Regions from separate parts of the Mus musculus genome. Here all the other regions are linked to region 1. A link is a contact called in public HiChIP or PLAC-seq and promoter capture Hi-C data. All regions are on one chromosome and are shown on one strand. Each heading gives the region's core, a stretch centred on a gene start, on an enhancer-like site or on the middle of the called end of the contact. The rest is flanking DNA. Distances are from core to core; before and after follow the strand shown. Region 1 holds the start of 3110067G11Rik (RIKEN cDNA 3110067G11 gene). Region 2 overlaps Miga1 (mitoguardin 1). Region 3 holds the start of Miga1 (mitoguardin 1).

Region 1 (3,933 bases), core at 396-2,895:
TCTTTCTCTCTTTCTCTCTTTCTCTCTCTGTCTCTCTTTCTCTCTCTCTCTTCCTTTCTTCCTTTCTTTCCTCCTTCCTTTCTTTCTTCCTTTCTTTCTTTCTTTCTTTCCTTCCTTCCTTCCTTCCTTCCTTCCTTCCTTCCTTCCTTCCTTCCTTCCTTTCTTGTCTTCTTCAAGTTTTTAAATGATTTCCTCCAAGAAGCAGTACTGTTGACTTGGTGGTCGTTTGGAATGCCATATTACCATGAGAAAGACAAAAATACAAATCTATGCCCAGGACTGACCTCCCAGTCTCCACCTCCTTCCCCATGGGCAGAGATCCTTCTGGAAGCCATAGAACACTGACTGGGACGCCGGTCCAGTTTGACCTGAACCCATACTAACAGCTGACTGTGGTCAACATCGTGGTGAACCCTGCAGCATGAAGAGACTACCAGACTTATCACAACGAGTGCCTCCATTTCTGGGGTTCTGTCTGTTTGTTGTATGTGTTCAATAGCGTGTACGTCCCCCTTGAGTGTTCTGTTTTAATGAGATATATCACGACTATGTCTATGGCTGTGGTTGGTTTGGGCTGAATTGCACAATCTCAGATTTCTCAGGACAGAGAGTAAACAGTGTTTTAAAAGTCTCTGCTAGCTGACATTTGGGCCAGATCCTGTGCCCCAATTTAGCACATAAAATAATGAAGCTCTTCATTAAACAGAGTTTTAAATAGTGACTCATGTTTGCTGTCATACAAGCATACTTTCTTGGATGTTTCTGATGGCAAACCTGTGGGGCTACAGTTTTCACCTGGCTCCCTGTGACCACTGGCTGATAGAATATGTGATGTTTGTCTGAATTCCAAGTCTGCCTCACTCCAGCAGGGAGGGCCAGAGGGCCTTACAGGTGGGGGTCGGAGCAGTACCAGGGCACCTGTGCCTCTTGGCATAGTGTTCTCTATTGTAGAGAGCTTCTGTTTCTAAGGCTGCTACAAACATTGCAGGCCCTATTTCAAACAAAGCAGACATGTATTAGATAACACAGCAAGCCAATAAACCTGGGAAAATGGGGACTTTCTTCAGGATGGCATGCAGGGACTCTCAGGCATATTTCATCTCTGAACCCCCAGTCTTACTTTCTTCCCACCAGCTTGACAGAGAACACTAGCAGTTCCTCCCATCTGCTGTGAGAGGAACGGCCGAGCCTTCGGTAAGGGGATGAGGACTTTATTAGCTATCACAGCAGTTACTTGTTCACCATGGCCTTTATCTCAGCATTATTACACTGTAATTAAGAAGAGAGAGATGAGCAAGCCTCTCTGGGCTGCCGCCAGCTCCAGGGCAAACCTTTTCTTGCTCCGGTCCTCCAGAAAAGCAAGCTCTCAGGCAGGCACAGCCCACAGTCACCTGGGGGATCTTTTAAAGACCGACCTACCTTCCTTCCTTCCTTCCTTCCTTCCTCCCTTCCTTCCTTCCTTCCTTCCTTCCTTCCTTCCTTCCTTTCTTTCTCTTTCTCTCTCTTTCTTTTTTCTCTCTCTCTCTATCTCTCTCTCCCTCTCTCTCCCTTCCTCCCTTCCTTCCTTCCTTCCTTCCTTTTTTTTTTCTTTTTTAATAATGAGAATTTTCAAACTTCCAACAAAGCTGGGAGCATTTTTATGGTGAGCATTGTGTATCTGTCAACTAAGTTCTGTGGTTAGCATTTTGCCAGGTCTTGTTTTCTCACAGCTCTGTCTATCAGACCCCCATTTTTTTCTATACATTTCAAGATGCATTGCAAATTACTGCCCCCTTTTCTTGGGGAATCTTCTAAACTTTCAAGTCTTCCAGTGTCAGCTGTAGACATTCATAGATATTTTTTTCTGGTCTGGGATTTTTCCCCCATCCTAAGTCTCTTCGTTCACTGCAGTAACCGTGCTGATGGAGCCCCTGCCAACCAAGATTGTGCCAGTTCCACAGTAAAGAGAAAACCCAGGCAGCCAAATACTGACTGAACAGAGCTCTAGAAGTAGTTTATGGCTGCGAATCATTAGTGGAGTGCCTGCCTGGAATGCCATGGTGAGATCACATGACCAGACAGGACTTCTCACCTCATGACCATGTCATGAAATAGAAAATGAGTGAGCCAGCATTGCAGTCACCTTCAGGGCACACATCCCAAAGACCTCAAGTCTACTGCTAAGTCCCACCTCTTAAACTCCCTACTACCTTCCACAGTGCCAGGCTGACGGCTCAAGCCTTCACCTCATGAATGAGCCTTTAGAGAATATTCCAGACCTAACTTTTAACATGTCAGGATTAGAATCCTTCCATGGACGGGAGCACAGTGAAAGGAAGGCTAGGTGACTATGGTGTAACACACCCAAAGTAGGGACCCCTTTGTGGAATCCAGTTAAGGAACCAGGCCATGGAGGTAAAGGGACCCTTAGCGCGTTATAGAGGTCAGAGCTGTCTGATTTACTTAGCTTGTGTGATCACGTCAACAACTTAATTAGAGCCAGGATGTAGGAACTTTGTGACCTCAGAAAAGAGATCAGTCAATGCTCTCCCAACCACTTAGCAGGTCCAAAGCAACGAGTCCTTGTGCTGTGTACAGGACTGCCTCACGGAACGCTCATCACCCAGTCATTGGCCCAGCAGTTGCCCGGTACCTCCTAGATTCTAGGCCCTGATAATAAGGAAGCAGGCCTGTTACTCTCTGGGTCTCAGCCCAATCTAAAGTCTTACATGACCCACAGCTGACCCTGTCACTGGCATGTTTCACCCAAATGCCTGTCAGAGGCTTTCAGAGCTTGTAGAAATGTTGACTAGCGTAAATAGATAATTTCTTAGTCACTCCAGGCTGCAGAGCATTGAACACATTGACCCTCAGCTTAGCAAAGCCTCATGGTGGCTGTAGGAGGTGACAAGTGACTTGTGGGCCCTGGGTGGCTCAGACTCACAGTTAAGAAGCAAAATAGCTTTTCTCTGAAAGGAGTCATTCAGTCACAAAAACATGAACTCTGGGCTGAGACCACTTCCATTTAAAGAGAAGGATTTCAAGGGTAGGAATGGATAGATTTTGAGAAAGAAAGAAAAAAAAAACCAGAGCGATTACCTAGAAATAGGATAGGTTGGTTTGCAAAAGGTACTTAGTACTGCCAAAGGTATGGTTACAGAGGCTATTTACCTTTAAAGATGTGGGAAATCATGCTACAGTTTAAAGATGTGTCTAATTACTGTAAAAGCATACACTATTAGAGCTGACTGTGTCTGTGTGTGTGCTCATGTGTGTACACATGTAGGCATTGTGCATGTGCTGTGTGTGTGTGATGGCGTGTGTGTGTGTGTATGTGTGTGTGATGGTGTGTGATGGTGTGTGTGTGTGTGTGTGTGTGTGTGTGTGTGTAGGTCAAAGTCTTGGATGTTGGTCCTCCTTTTGCTTGAGACAGAGTCTCTCATTGCCTGGAACTTTCCCAAGTAGGCTAAGATAACTGGACCGTAAGCCTCCAGAGATTCACCTGTCTCTTCCTCCCATCTCATGATCACTGAGAACTTTGAGAGAAATATTCAAATCCAACCAGGAACACCTCATATCATCAGAGGAGGAATGTGGTTGCCGGGAGACGTTACGGCTGTGATGAAGTTAGGTCTCATGGCCCAGTAGGCTCTGTTTTCTCACTCTCTCAAGGAATGCTTACCAACTCAGAGTGGATAAAGTGAATAATTGACTGTTATAGAGAGCGGGCAGTGCCTGTCATGGGAGGCACCATAGTTTCAAAGGAGGTAGAGCATCCATTACCAGTTAGGGCCTGATATCAGGCTGGCTGAGAGGTAGAGCATCAAGGAATTGGATCAACTTGGTGGGGTCGCAACGAGGACAAACAACAAGCTGAAGAGTGAGGGGATGGGAGGATGCCATTAGCGAGATGGCTTGAGTTGAGTGGTGAATGCTTACGTTCAACCAGATGTG
Region 2 (3,933 bases), core at 607-3,106, 170 kb after region 1:
GAGGAGTTTGAGGCTACCCTTGGGGGATCTGACCCTAATTCCATTGCAAATGATACTGGTAAGTAGACTTTTGTATGGTTTTTCTGAAACCTATGTTCTTTTTCTTCATACATACATACATACATACTTATTTATTTATTTATCTTCAGTGTCTTAATATTCAAGGGGAAAAGGTATTTGCTGTAGGTCTAACTAGCCTGGGCTCACTATGCAGACCAGGATGACCTAGAACTCAGAGGTGAGATTAAAGGCCTGAGAAGATTTCTTGAATGACATTTGGAAGGAAGGAATGATTTACCATCGTTTCTTCCTGTAAATCATCTAAGATTGAAGTGAGGGGCTGCGGGGCTGGAGAGCTCAGTGGTTAGGAGGCCCTGCTGCTCTTGCAGAGAACTCAGGTTTCACTCTGAGTGCCCACGGAGCAACTGGCAACTCCAGCCACAGGGATCCCACGGCTGTCGCTGACTTTCCCCTGAGACAAGGTTTCTCTGTGTAGCCCTGGTTGTCCTGGAACTTGCTCTGTAGACCAGATTAGCCTCGAACTCACAGAGATCCATCTGCCTCTGCCTCTGCCTCTGCCTCTGCCTCTGCCTCTGCCTCTGCCTCTGCCTCTGCCTCTGCCTCTGCCTCTGCCTCTGCCTCTGCCTCTGCCTCCCGAGTACAAGAGTCCATCTTCTTATCAGTATACTGTGTTTCCTAACCACGTCTAAAACTGAGCATTATCTTTGAATAGAAAGGTTAACGATGAACTCTTTGTGGGCAGTGTGTCTGCAGGAAATCATCACTGCAGCAGTGTAAGGAAGCCTGGAAGCCACATACTATAAAAATAAGAATTAATTCTGGGTGTGATAATTCCTTGTGAGGATCTTCCTTTCTGGATTTGTTGTTGTTTTGTTGTTTTGTTTTTTTCTGTTTCAAAGCTGGGATCTAATGGGGCTTGTACATGCTGCTTAGCCAGTGAGCTCTCGAGATCTACCTGTCTCCTTTCCCCTCGTGCAAGGGTTATACGCACACGTCACCACACCTGGCTTTTATGTGGGGGCTGGGATCCAAACCCAAGCCTGTACAACAAGCACTGGACTCCTGAGGCCCTCCCCGTTTTCTTTCCCTTTCCCTTTCCCTTTCCCTTTCCCTTTCCCTTTCCCTTTCCCTTTCCCTTTCCCTTTCCCTTTCCCTTTCCCTCTTTCTTTCTTTCTTTCTTTCTTTCTTTCTTTCTTTCTTTCTTTCTTTCTTTCTTTCTTTCTTCCTTCCTTCCTTCCTTCCTTCCTTCCTTCCTTTCCTTCCTTCCTTCCTTCCTTCCTTTCTTAATTTCTTAATTTATTTTTTTTTAAGATTTATTTATTTAGTGCTTGTGAGTACACTGTAGCTGTCTTCAGACACACCAGCAGAGGGCATCAGATCCCATTACAGATGGTTGTGAGCCACCATGTGGTTGCTGGGAATTGAACTCAGGACCTCTGGAAGAGCAGTCAGTGCTCTTAACCACTGAGCCACACCCCCACACCTGTTTTTTTTTAATAATGGGAAGATTTTCTTCCTTCATATGTGTGTGGTGCAGGTGCTGGGGATTGAACCTGGATCCTCTAGAAGAGCAGCAGGCTCTCTTAGCCGCTGAGCCCTCCATGTTTCTAAACTCTTCTGTACCGACATCTGACCCTTGGCTTAGTTACAGCAGATGTGTAACCACATTTCATGGATGGACGTTATGTTTCCTCAATGAGATGAAGGCTTGGGTCAGTTCTTTCCTAACAGCATGGACATTTCCTACCTCTGAGGGGCTTCTTGTTGACTGTGCTGTTGTCACTAGAGGGCAGCACGCCTCCTCCCCAGTCTGTGCTGTTGAGTCACTAGAGGGCAGCACGCCTCCTCCCCAGTCCAGAGAGCAGTGGCTCGTCAGTGCCGCTCTGTGCTGCTGGCTGGACTGGGCTTAACCCGAAGCACACTTATGGCACATTTGAGAGAGGCCTTGAAAGGGTGTTCACAAAACACTGAATAGTAGTGAAACTTTCCGTTATTGTGGAAGGTCTTCCACTTCCTTGTGTCTAGATATTTGGGACAGTATTTATTTATATTTTCTGTTTTTCAGATTGGTAGCAATCATGATTTTGTAATTGTGAAAAGAACATTTTTGAGCTATGTCTCCCTGTGTATCTAGTGCTGGCTTTGAACTTTCTTTAGCTCAGGCTGGCTCAGTCTTCCAAATGCTTCAATTACAAGTGTGTGCCACAGTGTCTGGCCAGCTGTTATAATGTTTTGTTTGTTTGTTCAAGACAGGGTTTTTCTGTGTAGCTCTGGCTATTCTAGAGCTCACTCTGTAGCCCAAACTGGCCTTGAACTCATAGATCTGCTGGCCTCTGCCTACCGAGGGCTGGGATTAAAGGCATTAGGTATTTAAAAAAATATTTGTACTCACACATATGTGTGTACAAGTTGTATGTGTGTATGTGGGTGCGTGTGCATGTGGGTGCATGTGTATGTGGGTGCATGTGTATGTGGGTGTGTGTGGGTGCGTGTGTATGTATGTGTGTGCGTGCGTGTGCATGTGGGTGCATGTGTATGTGGGTGCGTGTGTATGTGTGTGCTTGTATATGTGGGTGCGTGTGTATGTGTGTGCTTGTGTATGTGGGTGCGTGTGTATGTGGGTGCGTGTGTATGTGGGTGCGTGTGTATGTGTGTGCTTGTGTATGTGGGTGCGTGTGTATGTGGGTGCGTGTGTATGTGGGTGCGTGTGTATGTGGGTGCGTGTGTATGTGTGTGCTTGTGTATGTGGGTGTGTGTATGTGGGTGCGTGTGTATGTGGGTGCATGTGTATGTGGGTGTGTGTGTATGTGGGTGCATGTGTATGTGGGTGCGTGTGTATGTGTGTGTGTGTGTATGTGGGTGCGTGTGTATGTGGGTGCTTGTGTATGTGGGTGCGTGTGTATGTGGGTGTGTGCATGTGGGTGCGTGTGTATGTGGGTGCGTGTGTATGTGGGTGCATGTGTATGTCGGTGTGTGTATGTAGGTGTGTGTATGTAGGTGCGTGTGTATGTGGGTGCGTGTGTATGTGGGTGCGTGTGTTTGTAGGGCAGGAGCGGCATCAGGTCTAGAGCTGAAGTTTAGGCAGCTGTGGGCCGCTTGACTGTAGAGTTGGGAAACAGATTGGGTCATCTGGATGAGAGCGAGAACATTTAACTGCTGAAACATTTCCCCATCCTTCTTATGTATTTTTAAAACTTAATTAAAAAAATATTGCAAAAACTTATTTCCCAATGTGCAGTTGGCCAAACCTTTTGAGTGTGGCTACAGTTGTACGTAGACACAGCTAGTGTAGTTTAGTAGTTATGAACATGAGCTTTGGAGCAGAACAAGCATAGGTTAATATCCCGCCTCTACCCACCTTCCTACCTCCGAGGCCTTTCCTTAGACAACTTAGTTTATATATAAGATGTAGGATTAGCCTGGAACGGCTAATTAGCCTGGAATGCCAGCCTGGGCGGCCACAGCAGGAAGAGACCACAATGCCAAGGCCTGCCTGGGCTTCCGTAGTAAGTTCAGGAACAGACTGGTCATCTTTGTGTTCCCTGGTCTCAGAAAGGGAACGGAGGGCTGGTGCTGCGGCTCAGGGCAGCTTGGCTAGCAGGAGCCAGCGTCATCAGCCTGCCATGCCCTGCTCAGCAGGTGTGAGATTCAGATTATATTAGTTTCATGAGGGATTGCGGTGTCATGGTGAAGTAGGCAACTGCTGCCTCACGTTTCTGTTTATTATTGTATTTCTATTCCAGCTCTTTAAAAGGACTATTCTAAGATGATTTTACAGTCTGGCGGGGGTATGGGTAGATGGATGTAATATGAATATAACTTGCTTTACAATAATATTATTCAATCAAATTTTTCTGAACAGTAGCATCTTTTTCTGTAAATTAATTTTATTTTTCTCATAATAATGTTTGC
Region 3 (3,933 bases), core at 931-3,430, 150 kb after region 1:
GGTTCTGAGCTATTCTGCCCAAGGGATCGTCTTCCCAGCCACAGGCCCTTGACCTTCAGTTTGAGGTCCCCGCCCCCTTATCTGCTCCGTATGTGTCCTCACGGCTGCTCTCTCACTGGGACCCTTGGGCTGGGATTGAATGTCCACCCTTCCTATCTCCTCTGCCCAGCCAGATGCTGGCCAGCTCTTTAGTAACCGGTCAGAGATAATTGGAGAGCATCTTTCTACACAGCACCGATGCAGGAGGTGGTTGAGTAATGATAATGCCAGCATCCGGACTGTAACCAGATCTCTGGGCACAGAAATCAGCATCTGAATGCACAGTGCACAAGACCAAACCCCAACAGGGCATGGTATCAACCCCCAGTAATCCCAGCACGCTAGAGTTGGAGACAGGAGGATCAGAAGTTCAAAGTCACCCATGGCTAAGTAGAGAGTTCAAGAACTGTGTGGTATACATAAGACCTTGGCTCAGAATAAGCAGAAGTCACGCTCACAAAGAGAGAATGTGTGAAAGCACGGCGTGGTGGCACACGCTCTTAGACCCCGAACTCAGAAGGCAGAGGCAGGTGGATCTCTGTGAGTTGAAGGCCAGCCTGATCTACAAAGAGAGTTCCAGAACAGCCAGAGCTATGCAGAGAGATGCTGTCTCAAAAAAAAAAAAAAGAAGAAGGAGAAGAAGAAGAAAATATTTGAAATATATATAAGTATATAGAAATATGTAAAGCTTATAAGAGGCATGCATACAAGTATTTATATAATATATATATATACATATATATATATGTACATATACATATATTTCTAGAAAACAGTAACAAAACACACACATACACACAACACCAGAGCAAAATCTCCTTTTCAGAAATTCTTGAGATTGTGTCAGAACTCTAAGCATATCCCACCGAGTCCTAAGTCACCTCCCCACCTCATTCAGGAACCAAGGTCCTCTTTGGTTGGCCTTTGCTGGGGAGGCGACTCCAGGACACTGTCAGCTGGGGCCAGCAACTGATGCAGGTGTTTAAACAGGCGTGATGGCTGCTTTGATGAGAGACGATGTATTTTACATGTTTGTAAGTGTGCAGGTAGCCTTCAAAGCCATCAGAGAACATTCCATCCTCATGGAACCAGAGTTCTGGACTGTTGTGAGCTGCCTGCTGTGGATAGTGGGAATCTTGTACAAGAGAGATGAGCGCTTTTAACTGAGCCAGATCCTTAATGTTTGATTTTTTCTTTTTTTTTTTTTTTTGTTTTGTTTGCTTTTGGAGATAGGATTTTTGTGTGTAGCCTCGGCTATCAGAGTTAGCCTCAGACTCACAGAGATCCGCCCATCTCTGCCTTCTGAGGGCTTAAGGTATGCACCACCACACAGCTCTGATGGTTGATTTTTAACCCTCAATCTAGAATACTTCATTCTTAACTTCATTGCTAGTCTTAGGTTGCTAAATTTAGTGGAAGATTAAAAATAAAAGAATTAAAATAATAATAATGCATCATTTATATATGGTCCATTCATCCTGCCTGTTACCCTCACTTACTTGAGGGCTGAGGGGCTGTGATAGAACTTGCTTGGTTGCTTGGTGGAGGAATTAATTAAACAGCCTCATATGCTCAGCATAAACTCTACCAAGGACCTACATTTCCAGCCCAGAAATTCTTAATTTGGGATCCACGATGGGTTTCTGGGCCTCAAAATGGTGTGCATGTGCGTCTGTGCACCTGTGTGCGGTGTGTGTTTGTAATGTTTACTTTAATAAATAATGTTTGTTTGTTTGTTTGTTTGTTTTGGTTTTTCGAGACGGGGCTTCTCTGTAGCCCTGGCTGTCCTGGAACTCACTTTGTAGACCGGACTGGCCTTGAACTCAGAAATCCGCCTGCCTCTGCCTCCCGAGTGCTGGGATTAAAGGCGTGTGCCACCACGCCTTAGCTCTGGCCATTTTTTATAGGAAAAACCTCCATCGTTTTAGTCAGATTCTCTGAACGGTCCTATAGTCCTAAGAAGTTACCAACTCCTCTGACAAGGTTTATTTATATAAAGGGCTGCCATTCTCCACTGAGCAGCAGGCTAAGCCAGAGCCCACTGCCCTGAACAAACATGGCGGGAGCGGCCTCGCACGTAGCCCCTCACGCAGTCCGCCCGCGGCCCCTCCACTTTCCTTACCTTTGCGTCGTGACCCCGGAAGAACTCCGCCTCCCGCAGCCAGAGGCTGCTAGGTGCGGGCTGCGGCTGGGAGACCGAGGAGGCTCAGGTGCTGGCGGGCGCGGGGCAGAGCGGGCGACGGGCCGGGGACCACACCGCTCGGAGCGCGGGGCCCGCAGAGCGGAGAGAACGGCGGTGAGCGGGGACGGGGACAGCGCGGGCGGCGGGGACCTTAGCAGCTGCCTGGGTGCTGATGACGCCCGTCACGGGGCGGCTGCGGAGAAGCCGTGGCCCGCTCACCAGAATTCTTGAGCACCTGCTCTTTTGGGAGCCGCCCAGACATCTTGTTTTTAGAATGATTGTTTTTATTCGGCCAGCGTCTCACCCTGCAACCCAACAGACTGCGTGTCTGGAACTCACTTCAGAGACCACGCGGGGGCTCCCGCTGGTGGTAATCCTCCTGCCTCAGCCTCCCTAGTGATGGGATTATAGGCGTGACCACTAGCCATCTTGGTTTTACACAGAGCTCACAGGCGATTATTGTTACCAGGTTATTGTCAGTAACGACTACTTATTCCATTGAAATATCTCCTCAGATAACAAGAGGAGTTGTTGCATGCGTGGTCTTAGCACGGGGCAGGTGGAGGCAGAAGGATCAGAGATTCAGGGTCGTTCTCGGTTACCTAGTGATTCCAGGCCTGCCTGGCCAGCATGGAACCCCTCGAGTGTGTGTGTGTGTGTGTGTGTGTGTGTGTACAGCCTCAGAGTTTTAAGTTGTGTATATTCGCACTTCGTGTCATATAGGCTCAGTAGCAGTTCACTTCTTGCTCTTAGAGTCAGAGTTGTAGAATAGAATTTCAGGATGTTAAAAATGAAAACTCCGGTGATTGACACTTTTAATAAACCAGTGCTTGGTGCATGCAAAGAGTGAGGTCATTTGCAGTGATGTTTTATGGTTTCTTTTACAAATTTGAATAGTCATAAAACTGCTTCCATGTTTATTTTCATTATACTTCTGTAAGAAACCGGAACGCCTACTGTGGAAGTTTGTCAGCTAGTGACGATCATGTTTAGATTCAGTTTCCTTGGTGATTTTCAGTAAGAAGAAACGAGGTATCTAGAATTCAAAAGTAAAGGTTTGTCCGGATTCTTTGAGCAAAGTGCTGTGCCAAGCTCAAATAAGCACTTCGTCACTGGTATTTTTTATTTTATTCCTTTAAATATATGAGTGTTTTGCTTGCATGCCCATGCACCAGGTACGACAGTCCGTGGAGTCCAGAGGAGGGTGTGGAATTCCTTGGAACTGGAGTTATAAATGGCTGTGAGCCACCATGCTGGTGCTGAGAATCAGCCCTGGCTCTTGAACAGCCAGTGCTCTGCACTGCCGACCCTTCTCTCTACCCTAGGGTATTTCTCAGTTATGAATGCACACAGTTGTGAGTGGATTTGTACTTTATAAATGCATCTTCTGTGAGCAGCTGGGTGCACTAACAACAGAGAACTCATAATTCTGTAAGTACCCAGACTCTAAAGCCGTGGTTCCATACCCGTGGCTGGTGACCCCCTGGTAGGTCACAGGGGTTGCCTAAGACCATCGGAACACACTGATACCTACATGGTGATTCCTAACAGTTATGAAGTAGCAAAGAAAATAACTTTGGTTGGGGTCACCACAACCAAATATGAGGGACTGTATTGAAGGGTCGCAGCACATTAGAAAGGTCGAGACCCAATGGATTAGGACAGTTGGTCTCCTCATGTCTCCCTCCCCACCCGTAATTCTTTTTTTTTTT

The links. HiChIP or PLAC-seq counts read pairs in DNA pulled down with a chosen protein or histone mark. Capture Hi-C pulls out chosen DNA fragments and counts their contacts.
Region 2: a FOXA1 HiChIP or PLAC-seq map of pancreatic cancer cells shows a contact between it and region 1. The contact joins the enhancer-like site here to the promoter of 3110067G11Rik in region 1.
Region 3: a promoter capture Hi-C map of liver shows a contact between it and region 1. The contact joins the promoter of Miga1 here to the promoter of 3110067G11Rik in region 1. A contact is called at or near these places in 5 of 39 promoter capture datasets (the C10 cell line, liver, macrophages and 1 more), 1 of 15 datasets of contacts at CTCF or cohesin (pro-B cells), 12 of 484 Hi-C or Micro-C datasets (CD4 T cells, CD8 T cells, the G1E-ER4 cell line and 8 more), 7 of 115 datasets of contacts at active chromatin or transcription factors (the 230-238 cell line, the SCID.adh cell line, effector CD8 T cells and 3 more) and 2 of 9 other capture datasets (adipose tissue and liver).

The regions. Positions count from the first base shown.
Region 1 is chr3:152,487,279-152,491,211 of GRCm38.p6, reverse strand. 3110067G11Rik (RIKEN cDNA 3110067G11 gene) reads left to right here and starts at 1,645. Exons shown (of 1, transcript NR_165813.1): 1 at 1,645-3,933. All of the region lies in intron 10 of Ak5 (adenylate kinase 5), which reads left to right.
Region 2 is chr3:152,313,739-152,317,671 of GRCm38.p6, reverse strand. It overlaps Miga1 (mitoguardin 1), which reads left to right. Exons shown (of 16, transcript NM_174868.4): 7 at 1-58. Among named protein-coding and RNA genes, the nearest start is that of Miga1, 25 kb to the left of the region's middle. Within about 2 kb of position 1,856, at least 38 of the 459 cell types and tissues checked have an H3K27ac peak or open chromatin away from gene starts, as enhancers often do. A contact at or near this core is called in pancreatic cancer cells, where this site is marked.
Region 3 is chr3:152,338,654-152,342,586 of GRCm38.p6, reverse strand. It overlaps Miga1 (mitoguardin 1), which reads left to right and starts at 2,180. Exons shown (of 16, transcript NM_174868.4): 1 at 2,180-2,335.